Regions from separate parts of the Mus musculus genome. Here regions 2 and 3 are each linked to region 1. Evidence: chromatin contacts called from public Hi-C data. All regions are on one chromosome and are shown on one strand. Each heading gives the region's core, a stretch centred on a gene start, on an enhancer-like site or on the middle of the called end of the contact. The rest is flanking DNA. Distances are from core to core; before and after follow the strand shown. Region 1 overlaps Rasgrp1 (RAS guanyl releasing protein 1). Region 2 overlaps Gm32137 (a long non-coding RNA gene). Region 3 has its middle 4.0 kb from the start of Gm13982.

Evidence for each region. A called contact is a pair of places that touch in the nucleus more often than the background predicts.
Region 2: a contact with region 1 is called in a Hi-C map of CD8 T cells, with 6 times the contacts expected there. The contact joins two enhancer-like sites. A contact is called at or near these places in 2 of 15 datasets of contacts at CTCF or cohesin (CD8 T cells and thymocytes), 39 of 484 Hi-C or Micro-C datasets (CD4 T cells, CD4 single positive thymocytes, CD8 T cells and 26 more), 14 of 115 datasets of contacts at active chromatin or transcription factors (CD4 T cells, CD8 T cells, Th17 cells and 9 more) and 3 of 9 other capture datasets (adipose tissue, embryonic stem cells and liver).
Region 3: a Hi-C map of CD4 T cells shows a contact between it and region 1, with 2.9 times the contacts expected there. The contact joins two enhancer-like sites. A contact is called at or near these places in 31 of 484 Hi-C or Micro-C datasets (CD4 T cells, CD4 single positive thymocytes, CD8 T cells and 19 more), 9 of 115 datasets of contacts at active chromatin or transcription factors (CD4 T cells, CD8 T cells, astrocytes and 5 more) and 2 of 9 other capture datasets (embryonic stem cells and liver).

Annotation. Positions count from the first base shown.
Region 1 is chr2:117,326,709-117,330,618 of GRCm38.p6, forward strand. The region is part of intron 2 of Rasgrp1 (RAS guanyl releasing protein 1); the gene reads right to left. Among named protein-coding and RNA genes, the nearest start is that of Rasgrp1, 14 kb to the right of the region's middle. Within about 2 kb of position 1,778, at least 59 of the 459 cell types and tissues checked have an H3K27ac peak or open chromatin away from gene starts, as enhancers often do. A contact at or near this core is called in CD8 T cells, CD8 central memory T cells, T follicular helper cells and 8 more, where this site is marked.
Region 2 is chr2:117,444,896-117,448,805 of GRCm38.p6, forward strand. All of the region lies in intron 1 of Gm32137 (a long non-coding RNA gene), which reads left to right. Among named protein-coding and RNA genes, the nearest start is that of Gm32137, 6.9 kb to the left of the region's middle. Within about 2 kb of position 2,191, at least 52 of the 459 cell types and tissues checked have an H3K27ac peak or open chromatin away from gene starts, as enhancers often do. A contact at or near this core is called in CD8 T cells, CD8 central memory T cells, T follicular helper cells and 8 more, where this site is marked.
Region 3 is chr2:117,419,694-117,423,603 of GRCm38.p6, forward strand. No RefSeq gene overlaps it. Among named protein-coding and RNA genes, the nearest start is that of Gm13982, 4.0 kb to the left of the region's middle. Within about 2 kb of position 1,903, at least 20 of the 459 cell types and tissues checked have an H3K27ac peak or open chromatin away from gene starts, as enhancers often do. A contact at or near this core is called in Th1 cells, Th2 cells and regulatory T cells, where this site is marked.

The DNA.
Region 1 (3,910 bases), core at 528-3,027:
ATGATACAGAGGAATGAGCATCCTTCTCTGCCCACGCCAGCTTTTCCCAGACTACCTCGTAAGGCACGCTGCTTGTGCTCAAACCCTTGTCTCAGGATCTGCTTCTGGGACAGCTCAAACCCAGGCACACCTATTTCATCCATCCTAGCACAACCTTTAAAACTTCCCATCACTCCTGACCATCTTTGCAGAGGAGACCAAGTACAGAAAAACAGTTTGCCGTGGGCAGCGCTTGGTAAAGAGAGTCAGAATTCGTGTCCCAAACTCGCAGAACCATGTGGCCTCCCATGGCCTTCTGCTGTGGGTCTGTTCTCTGCCTTGCTGTGCCAAGGCCAAGGCATTTCCATCATCCAGACTGAGTGTGTGTGTGTGTGTGTGTGTGTGTGTGTGTGTTGGAGGAAGTACTGCATTCTCTCACTTCCTTTAAAAAACAAAAAACAAAAACCAGAAAACAGAGCCTCCAGTGGGAACAGCACATACTGAAGTCCATAGTTTCTTTTGAATACCCAGGAATTCATCATCGGAGTGTGAACAGGCAGATATGACATGGTATGCCTAGGACAGTGCATAGATCAGCTATTTTTATGGTGTGTAACCAAAGTATCTCCTTGTCAGTCTTTCCTATCCCCTCTTTATACTAAAGGATATTAACGTTCCCCAATTGCGTAGTATAGTAGGTTTCCTTTGGAAAATCTCATACTATAATGCATGAAACATGTATAGAACACACTAGGGTCACACTGAGCCTTAGCTTTCCTTTTCTTGCTCCCATCCTTCCTCTTTCTAAATAGTGCTCCTCCTCTCCCCCTCCCTCTCCTCCTCCTCCTCCTCCTCCTCCTCCTCCTCCTCCTCCTCCTCCTCCTCCTCCTCCTCCTCCTTCTCTTCCTCCCATCCTCTTCTCCTTCTCTTTCTCCTTCTTCTTCTTTTGAGGCAGGGCCTCACTGTAGCCCTGCCTGGCCTGGAACTCACTATGTAGCTCAGAATGGCCTGCAACTCTGAGACATCTGCTTGCCTCTGCTTCCTGGGTGTTGAAATTAAAGGTGGGCACCACTGCACTCCATCCCCCTTTTTCTTTTCAGGCTGAGTGCACAATAATGATGAACAGATCTTGTAAAAAGTGGATACAAGGATTGATTTGATAGGATGGTGTGTGTACACATGTATACATGGAAATGTCATGCTAATACCATTAATATATAATAGTTAATATTAGTAAAATTTAAAAATAAAAGATTGAAAAATACATGAATAAAGCAATCATGATTTATTAATATCAAACTAAGTATCCAAAATTCATATATGTAATTAGCCAGGCAGTGATAGCACATGCTTTTAATCCCAGCACTTGGGAGGCAGAGACAGCCGGATTTCTGAGCTTGAGGCCAGCCTGGTCTACAGAGTGAGTTCCAGGACAGCCAGGGCTATACAGAGAAACCCTGTTTTGAAAAATAAAAATAAAAAATAGATGTAATTATAAAAATATATATAATTATTAATTGTGAGCTATCTGCATATATACAGACATATACAGGATTGATCTCTTTTAATCTAGAGTTGTTTTCTTCATATTTTCCCCTGTGACACTATGAAGGTCCACTTCCTCAGTTAGCTAAATCTACCTGTGATTGGTGACAAGGTAATAGGACTCTAAGCCATTGGGCACGCAGGCAGTGCGGGAGACTATAGGCACAATAAGTAAGGGGAGTATGTTCATAGAGTAGAGCCAACTCACAAGTTATTACAGAGTGAGGACTCATCCTTAGCAGGAACTGAAGATAGCTGGGTAGCCAGCAGTGTGGCTCCTGTGGCTGACCTCTGGAAAGAACTGTATCAGATGCTAACTGCTTTATTGTGTGGTTGGAGTGGCCCAGGCCTGGAGGTAAATGGCGAAGCTCTTGGATGAAGTAAAGTTGGAATCCAAGGTGTGAAAGAAAGGAAGGAAGTATGGAAAAGTCCCTATGCTCACGCAGGAAGCAAGCAACGCAGAGTTAGCCAACTGCTCAACAGACTCAAGGGTGCTCTGTAGGGTGTGACTATATGTTAACAAGTACACTCACTCACATATGATAATTAGGGGGACACCCGTTTCCTGAGTGCTTCAGTTCCTCTTTAAAATGGGGCTGTTCAAAAGATCATATAAACAAGTCCATACTACAGTTCGGCAGATCACTGAGAGGAGACAGAAGAACTCTCTGCTCTTCTACTTGGGAATTCTCACTTTCCATCTGAGCCTTCAGATGATTTTATACTCAACACCCATCTTGCTCCTATGAATCCGTGTTCTCCTTCAGGATAAAATTAGTACTCTCTGCTCTTTCTTCCTCCTGTAGTAGTACCTATGTTCTTTTGTTCATTTCAGTCAATCACTGGTGTGCCCCTTGTTCAAGCTCCATCTTGGCAGCTGGTTCTGCCAAACGGTACAACCATTTAGCAAGATGCTCAGTGCCTGAGCCCTGGCCTGTTCTGCACTAAAAAGGAAGGAAACAGTACGGCCTCCTCAGATGCTGCCCGCCACCTCACAGTCACTGCAAAAGCAGCTGGACTGAGCAGACTTCAGCCTCTTCTAGGCTCTGCTATAAATCCCACCTCACTGCTCCTTCATTATAACTTAGAGAAGTTATAATGAAGGCAAGAGATTTTATTCTTCGTTTCTGACAGTAAACCTTTAACTCACTTTCGCCACACATAACGAAGAAGAATGCTTGCCTCTTGGATTTTCAGTTAGTTTAAGTATTGCTCCCTTTCATTCATTCTATCTGTAATCAGCCCTAGGCTATTATAATTAGCACTTTACATTGGAAAAATCAGTATTCTTCTTCTCTGGAAATGCCTTTAATTCTTCATCAGCGTCATTTTGGTTGCCAAGCAACCCTCAATTTTATGTCCCATATTTGATGGAATTATGCCAGCATTATTTTCTTAGGATCAATTTTAGGATAGAGTAGAAACCTTGTATGCTAGCACGCTTCTTGGCACGTAGTAATGTTCATCGCAGGATCACAATTGGTTAAGATGTGAATATTGAACACACAGAGGTATGGAGAATCTATCACAAGACATGCACTATGTTCACAGTATCCGTGCATATCCATAGGAGAACGCTGAGACAAATCCAAGAATGTTCATAGCTAACACTGTTTGTGGGGGTAGGATACAGAACTGTAATTTTTTTCCTTTTAAAAAGTTTTTAAAATGATTTTTAATTTTGTTTTACATGCATTCGTGTTTTGCCTGCATGTGTGTTTGTGAGGGTGTCAGATTTACTGGAACTGGAATTATAGATCGTTGTGAGTCACCATGTAAGTGCTGGGAATTGAACCAGGATCCTCTGGAAGAACTGCCAGTGCTTTTGACCTCTGAACCATCTCTCCAGCCCCAATGCTTTTCATTTTTAAACTGTATTTCTGAAGTTTCCCAGAGTGAAGCAAATGGTTTTTAAAAGTTATTAAAATTTTTTAAAAATATGAATTTTGAGTATTAGTTAAATATTTGTAGTTATAGGAACATAAGAGTGTGAATTAAATAAATATATATAATATTAACATAAACACGGTACTGTTCACAATAATTATCCAAAGGCTGGTTATTTCTAAAATAACAGTGAATATTTAAATAGATAAGTACTGTTAATGTTTTATGTATCTCGTCACAAAACGGCCTACTTAGGAGCAACATAGGTTCACTCTACAGAAATAACTTAGAAAAATGAGATTTAAATGTGACGAGAGTTTTAGTCTTCTAAGGCTATTGGTTCTATAAACAGTTAAAAGCACTTTATACATCAGTTCTGAAGGGTTTCCTTCAAGTTCACATTCAATATCATATTTGAGATCACGCTATTTCTTCCTCCAGACACTGCTTGGTTTTAGAACTGATTTTAATCATCTGTGACAGAGTCAGAGAGAGCAGG
Region 2 (3,910 bases), core at 941-3,440, 120 kb after region 1:
GAGCGCCGCCTTCAGGTAGGTCCTGGTACTAGCCTGATGTTTAAGGGCCTCAGTATTGCGTGCAAACTAAAGCCTGCAGCCAACTTCCTTAGTGTCCTGCATGAGTTTATGGCACAAGTCCCAGAAAACAGAAGTATGCCTGACTGCTTATTCTCACAGGAGATTTTATTATCTTGTGACGACCTAATACTAATTATTTTCATCATACTTAATTTGGAGACTTTAAAGTGGAAACTTACTAGCCAGAAGACTCAATTCAGTTGAAACAGTGGTTTGAGTCACTAGCCACTGAGGTTACTGCAAAGATGAGCAAAATTACTATATGTTTTTAAAAATTGAATTATAAGACAATGCAGAATTCGAATTCAGGCTCTTATTTTTTCTTTTTTTTTTCATTTTTTAAAGATTTTATTTATTTTATATAAATGAGTACACTGTAGCTGTCTTCAGACACCCCAGAAGAGGGCATTGGATCCCATTACAGATGGTTGTGAGCCACCATGTGGTTGCTGGGACTTGAACTCAGGACCTCTGGAAGAGCAGTCAGTGCTCTTAACCACTGAGCCATCTCCAGCCCCCTCTTATTTTTTAAAATTTCTAACCCAGTTGTTCTTCCCAATTATTCTCTTTCCCTTCTCTTTGTCTCTTTCTTTTTAAACTTGGAAACTCCCTGCTTAGATGATGAGCTGAATTTTCAGGAGAAGAGTCTGAGATATGGAATTGGAAGCCCAAATGAAGCTGGCCACGCCAGCCTTATTGTGACTCCCTAACAGTTTAGTAAAAGGCTGAGGCCAGGATTGGGGACTTCAGTTGTACAAAACCCACCAGAGCCTCACAGTCTGCTTCATCAACACGATCTGTCTGTTTTGGAAAGAACTAGGCTGTGCCTTCCCAGACGCTGCAGACCACTCTCCTTCCATGTGGATGCACTGACGCTACCATGTGTCATGGAGACTGGCGAGTCCCATTGCCAGCCATACGACTTACACTTCCCAGATAACTTTGTAAAGACACCGAGACCTATAGCGATCAAGTGAGTTAGATCTAACTGGACTGGGATGGCTCTACTGGGAGCCAGCATCAAGGGACCACTGGCTTAGCATAGCTGAGATTCCATTACAAAAGCTAGAAGAGGGGTTGCTTCACCTCTCTTAGACGTGTACCCTTTCATACCTTTAAACTCAGGCCCTTAATAAGGAGCCTTGATGGAGATGTGACAGCCAGACAAGTGTATTATCTTGTACTGATAAAATATACTTTTCAAAATTCAGCACAGGGACTGAAGAAAGATGGCCCAGCTATTGAGACTGCCTCTTGATCTTCCAGAGAACATGAGTGAGGTTCCAAGCACTCACTTTTGGTGTTGCACAATCCCCTATAGTTCTGGCTCAGAGAGATCTAAGTATCCTCTTCTGGTCTTTGCAGGTACCTTTGACCCCCCTGACTCTCTCACATACACATAGCCCTTGTTTCTTCCTAGCTGCAAACTGCAACATTTACCTCAAAGCCACTATTAACCTCTTATTTCTGAAGAAGAGTACAAGAAAGATTTAAAATTTACTTCTTAAATGTCACTCTTGCTAACACATTTTAAATTGGTGGAGCAGAAGTGACAACACAGGCAGCCTTGGGGTGGGTGAGGTTGTGACATAAAGAGCAAGAACCCTCTAGCCACGGGGTATTGGCCAGCTCTTTTGGTAGCTGAATGTGCTTCTGAAGTGTAGCTGTTCAGCATGTGGTATATCGATGGACTGCACCTGCCCCCCACCCCCACCTCCGCCCCCGGAGTCAGGAGCTGGCTCACAGATATGTATTCTAGACCAGACGAAGCTCTGTGCCCTTCCATCTCCCTCATACTTGATCTGGAGCAAAGGGTTTGGTTTGTGTTCCTTCCTGTTTGCCAGTGTTAGCTGGCTCATGCCAGAATGGACTGAAGACATCTTTTCTAGCTCATTCTTGCTCTTTTGTGCCACGGTTTTGAAGAACAGGGAACTTAGACAGGTGAGTTGTTCCTGGGTGTGTGGTCAGGGTCCTAGCCAATCAGGGATGCTCAAGATTGCAAGGTACAGCAGGGCCGCTCTGAGGGCTTTCTGTCAGGCACTTGTCCCACCTGGAACTCTGCTGAGGGCTGCAGCCTGCCATCTGAGAGCTAACCACCATGCTGACTCACCATCCTTGTGGTTGAGAGAACATTAGCGAGCAAGAGTCTCCCATGAGCCTTAGCGCTTCAAAATATAGGACAGAGAACCTCCACCGGAAGGGTATTTGGCTAGTGAGAAACCAACCCTTTCCTGTCCTCTTTCTCTCTCTCTTTTACTCTGTATTGTTGTTAAGTGGCCAGGAAGACATGGGCTATTTGCTCTCAAATCCCCAGGGAAAAAGTGAAGTTGAGTCAGGAACCAGGGAAAGTGACAGGTATAACCTCTGTCTATAGGAACTCTCTGGGGTACAGAGGATGCTACCTATCTGTTGCTGCTAGGCTTCCTGCTACAACTAACCCTGTACCTAGCACAGCCTCTGCCAGTCCGTTGGTAAAGCTCCATGCATGATTCTTAGAGAAATGTTGTGACCATTGCCAGAGACCTTCAGAAATCTCAGACCAGGGCTGCAGCTTGGATAATTCAGGGATGCAGGTGGGGGGGGGGGAGGGGAGGGGAGGAGATGAGGGAGGTTTTCTTTCACCTTCTATTCATGTTTTCACCTCGTGCACTAATCGGAATGCCCAGGGCATGGCAGCTCTGACCCACTCAGGCTTCCTCCCCAACCCACTTCCACTGGTAGTGACATCTTACCTCAACACCCAGTTCTTCACCTGGCATATTAAGGCACAAAAATAACAACTTGAACATACAGTGAGGTGGCAGAAAGACTAAGGTATTTATGTCCTAATACCCAGAAGCCGAATATATTGCTTTACAAGGCAAAGAGGACTTTGTATGTGTGATTAAAATTATGGACCCGAGGTTGGGGAAGTTACCCTGGATTCACTGGGGGTCAGCTCAGTTTAGTGCTCAGAAGCAGACAACCTTCCCTAGGCAGAGGCAGAGAAAGGTGAGCATGAAAAATGTTGAAAGAAAACATTTAGAGTTCCAGTTCTCTCTCTCCAATATCAGGATCTCTGTGAAAGGATAGGAACTGTGGGTGGCCCTACTCGGCAGCTATCAAGGGAACAGGAGCCCCGGTTCCCCAGATCCACACAACTACTGACATCCAAATAAGCGAAGGCGCAGCTTCTCCTTTGGGGCCCTCAAGAGGAGCACATTCATGTTGACACTCTATTTTCTTTCTTTCTTTCTTTCTTTCTTTCTTTCTTTCTTTCTTTCTTTCTTTCTTTCTTTCTTTCTTTCTCTATCTCTCTCTCTCTCTCTCTCTCTCTCTCTCTCTCTCTCTCCCCCTCCCTCCCTCCCTCCCTCCCTCTCTCTCTCTGTCTCTCTCCCTTCCTTCCTCCCTCCCTCCTTCTTTCTTTCTTTCTTTCTTTCTTTCTTTCTTTCTTTCTTTCTTTCTTTCTTTCTCTCTTTTTCTTTTTTTTTTGTTTTTTTTTCGAGACAGGGTTTCTCTGTGTAGCCCTGGCTGTCCTGCAGCTCATTTTGTAGACCAGGCTGGCCTTGAACTCAGAAATCCACCTGCCTCTGCCTCCTGAGTGACACTATTTTCATCCTGCCGGACTACAGAACTGAATGATAATAAAGTTGCAGTTTCAGATTGAAAACTGAGTCAGTTCGGTACACCACCAACTAATACTAAAACAGCAACAGAATGGAATATATTTTATACCTGGATACCCCCAGCCTCCCCGCCCCCCACCTCTATACCCCTAGTTTCCTTGGTGGCTGTGAGCAGCACTGTCACACTATGTTTGACTGAGTACTGCTGACCAAATGGTCATCTCTTTTCCCGAGCCATATGTTTT
Region 3 (3,910 bases), core at 653-3,152, 93 kb after region 1:
CACTGAGTTGTGTGTGGTTGCTTTTGATGAATATATTTTATTTCACCCTATGTATCTGAAATCTTACTGTTTTAAATGTACAATGTTTTAAATCTATTGTTAATGAAATCTATGGCATCGATTATAATGATGAAATAATTAAAATTAGATAAAACTGGGGACTGGAGAGACAGCTCAGAGGCTAAGAGCAGTTTCTGCTCTTGCAAAGGAACTAGAGTCAGTTCCTAGCACACATAGAGGACTGAAATTCCAATTCCAGAGCTCTGATGCCCTCTTCTGGCCTCCAAAAGGCACCAGGCAAGCACGTGGTGCATGTTCAAGCACAAATATGCAAGCAAAACACATGCACACATCAAATAAAATAAGTAAATCTTTAAAAATAATAAAACTGTACAAAATTTTTAAAAAATCTATTATTGCTCTACTATATTTGAGGTGCTCATTGGTGCATATGGGTGCTAGGGACCTTGCTGGAGAGGAGAGGAGAGGAGGGGAGGGGAGGGGAGGGGAGAGGAGGGGGAGAATGGGGAGGGAAGAGGAGGGGAGGGGAAGGGAGAGGAGAGGAGAGTTCCACAAGAATGGGTCTGTCTTCTGAGAGAACTTGAGATTCTATCCCCACTTGTAAAATTTCGGTGTGTGCACTTAAACAGCCATATACATGGGACTGTAGTGTCCCGGGTAGAGGACCACATTCCTCAGAAAATGGTGAGAGTATAGAAAAAGACCAAGTCCGCAGAGCTTGTCTCCGTTGTCAGGGTGCACTGAGTTGCTTCAGTAGCACACAAACCCAAATGTCAGTGGCTTTAACTAGTAAATTATTTTCTCTCTTGTCTCTATGTCTTAGCTTAGTTGAGGGAACTTGGCGACATGCAGGAACTCAGATATGTCCTTTAATCTACCCAATTCTATCTCTCAGGGCGGTTACAGCCTGGAAATATTATTGATTACAAAGGCAGAGAAGAATGCTATGTTTAGTTTGGAATCAGGATCTCCTCTCCCCCCCGCCCCCCCCCCCCCGCCTTTCTCTCTCTCTCCTCTCTCTCTGCAGCAGAAAATCTTAACCTAATTTTGCAGAGTAGAAAATGAAGAGAAATGAGACACATGGCTGACGACGTGTACACTGAACACCAGTAGTCTGCTTGGCCCTGAGCTCTGGAATCCAAACCCTCTGGTGAGGGTTTGTCCAACCCTAGGAAACGACCCCCCCCCCATCGGTCAAGGCAGGGGGCTTCTCCTTATCTACCGTTTTTCTCTTCATTTTGATTTCAAATCATAGTAGATGGAGATCAATGTGGCCTTCTCTCTGTCTTACTGTCTCTTTCTCTTTTAAATTAGCAGTCCTTTTTTGGAGACTAAAATACAGCTAGGGACCTGATCAGGACTGAATTGTGTTCCTTCTGCATTCTTCTGTCAAAGCCTTTTCCTTAAGTAAGGGTGGATTTGAAGGCAGGGCCTTTAGGGAAGTAGTGAAAGAGAAGTCTCAGGTGGAAATGGCATTCTTATAAAAAGAAAAAAGAGAGCTGTGAACCTTTCTGGACTCTTTACATATACAGGGAAGACAGCCAGACTTGTAGAGTCCTCACCTGCAACCAGTGGGAATTGCACTTTGGTCTTGGACCTCCAGCCTCCACGAATTGAGAGGTTTAAGCTGTTGTTTAAGCTGCCCAATCTGTATGATTTTACACTGGGAGTCCAGGAGGACGTGTCAAGGACCTGTCCCACGGTCTATCCTCTAGCCATACAGAATGCATACAGAATGTCTTCCCATGACTTGGGGAGACTGAGGAGTTGTTTTTGAAGTGGAGGTGAAGAGTTGTAGAGAAATAAACAGACACCCAGGCAGCACTCAGCCTGCTTTTAAAAACACATCTGTGGAACTCACCTCAAAGGAGACAGCTAAGGCGATCAACCAACAAAAGGCTTCCTGTTTTCAGGAGGTGCATATATCCCCAACCTTCATTCCTCAGTGTCAGCCCAGCTAGTCAGTTCTGACATCTGACACTCTTTTTAATGTGTCTTTGTTGATTTTCTTCCTTTCGTTTGGACCCAATGTCTTTATGTGCCTCCAGCTTTCAAATCCCAGCTCTGTGAAACTGCTTTGCTGTGATGCCTACTGACTCATCTGCCTTGGAACTCTTGCTGCCTCTCTCCTAAACCAGTGATGTGTGTTCCTGACTGTGTGTTCCCTAGGGTAGGTCATTTTGATATGGACAAAGGGCTGTCTCTAAAACTGCTCCAAACATTATGTAGGAATGAGTGAGAGCCCAAACGTTGAGCTATAAAGGAAATGCACACAACATGTTTGTATCTATTTTTATTTTTAGTGTGTGTGTGTGTGTTGTGTATGTTTGGAGATAGAAAACAGAGAGACAGAGAGAGACTGAGATAGAGAGACAGAAATATCAACACACAGAGAGACAGAGAAAGACACTCTCTCTCTCTCTCTCTCACACACACACACACACACACACACACACACACACACACAGAGAGAAAGAGAGAGAGAGAGAGAGAGAGAGAGAGAGAGAGAGAGAGAGAGAGAGAGAGAGAGAGAGATGCATGTGGTCTTCCATGTGTGTGAAGAGACCAGAGGTTGACGTTTGGTATCAGCTGTTCTACATGTTTTTATTATCAGGGTCAAGAAACAAAACCTCAAGTTCAATGATTTGGCTAGAGTGTTGGGCTAGCAAGCCAAGTAGATCCGTCTCCACCAGTGTTGGGGTTACAGCCATGCACCTAACACCTGGATTTTTATGTGGTTTCTGGGGGTCTATACTCAGGACCTCATGTGTGTGCTGAAAGTAGGTGACCCACTGAGCTATTTCTGAAGACCTTATAACACGTTGAAAGTACATCATCTACTACATCTGTATGTACTCACTTAGACAATGTACTCCATTGTTAATGTGAGCAGACATTACATTTTAATGGGATTTGTGGTTTGAATAACGATGCCCTACCTGGTCTGAGAAGATCGGCCAGTGTCTGCTTCTTACTGAAGCAGCTGAGGTGCGTATGACCGATGAGGCAGGAATGTAGGTTTTGCCCACTTTTTTCTGTCAATTTGTAGTGAGTTGCCAGCATTATCTTCAACATAAAAATAATCAAAAAAAACCTTACATGGCATCTGTGCCTTTTGTGAGAACTATGCTGCCTGTTTCTGACTAATTAATGGATTCTCACTGGAAGCGACAGATAAGCCAACCTGTCACAGGAGCAGCCCCGGCTCTCCCTTCCTCCTTCTGCAGGTCCCACACTTCAGAAGACACAGGGCTGTGATTTGTGGCCCAGGTGGAGGCCCTGGTGCCCCGCTCCTCCTCTTTGGTTCTGTTTATTTATTGGTTTAGGCTGCTCTTTTTCAGATTTTCTTCTTATATCCTTGAATTTGTTTATAAGGCCTTCAAAGGCAAGGTGACTCCAATGTTTGTCTCTGTGGGCACGTGGTCACACATTACTGTTTTTTTCCTCTTGATTTCTGCCTCCCCGACCTCCGTAAAATCTGAATCCAGGGGAACCAGGCTTCAATACTTGAGTGGCTGGCATTTCTATATATGGTCAGGTGAATAAAGCACACACCAATATGTGTTTTTTCTTCCACCGGGCACAGTGGTCACACTTAAAATCCCAGCACTCAGGAAATCAGTGGTTTAAGGTCCCACTCATCCCCTATTACATAGTGAGTTCAAGGTCAGCCTGGGATACATTTCCATCCATAAGTTAGTCTTTATATCTCTTGATAAGCAAGGCTCGCCTCTCCTAAAAGCATTGAGAAATTAAAAAGTTCTCTGGAATGTTCTATCCTTATGCTACCAGATTCCCCTCGGCTTTCATTCTCTACCCACTTCCCCCTCCCAGGTCCTTCTGGGTATCTCACCCAATGAAGCTGAAAAAAAATAATATCCCCTAGAAT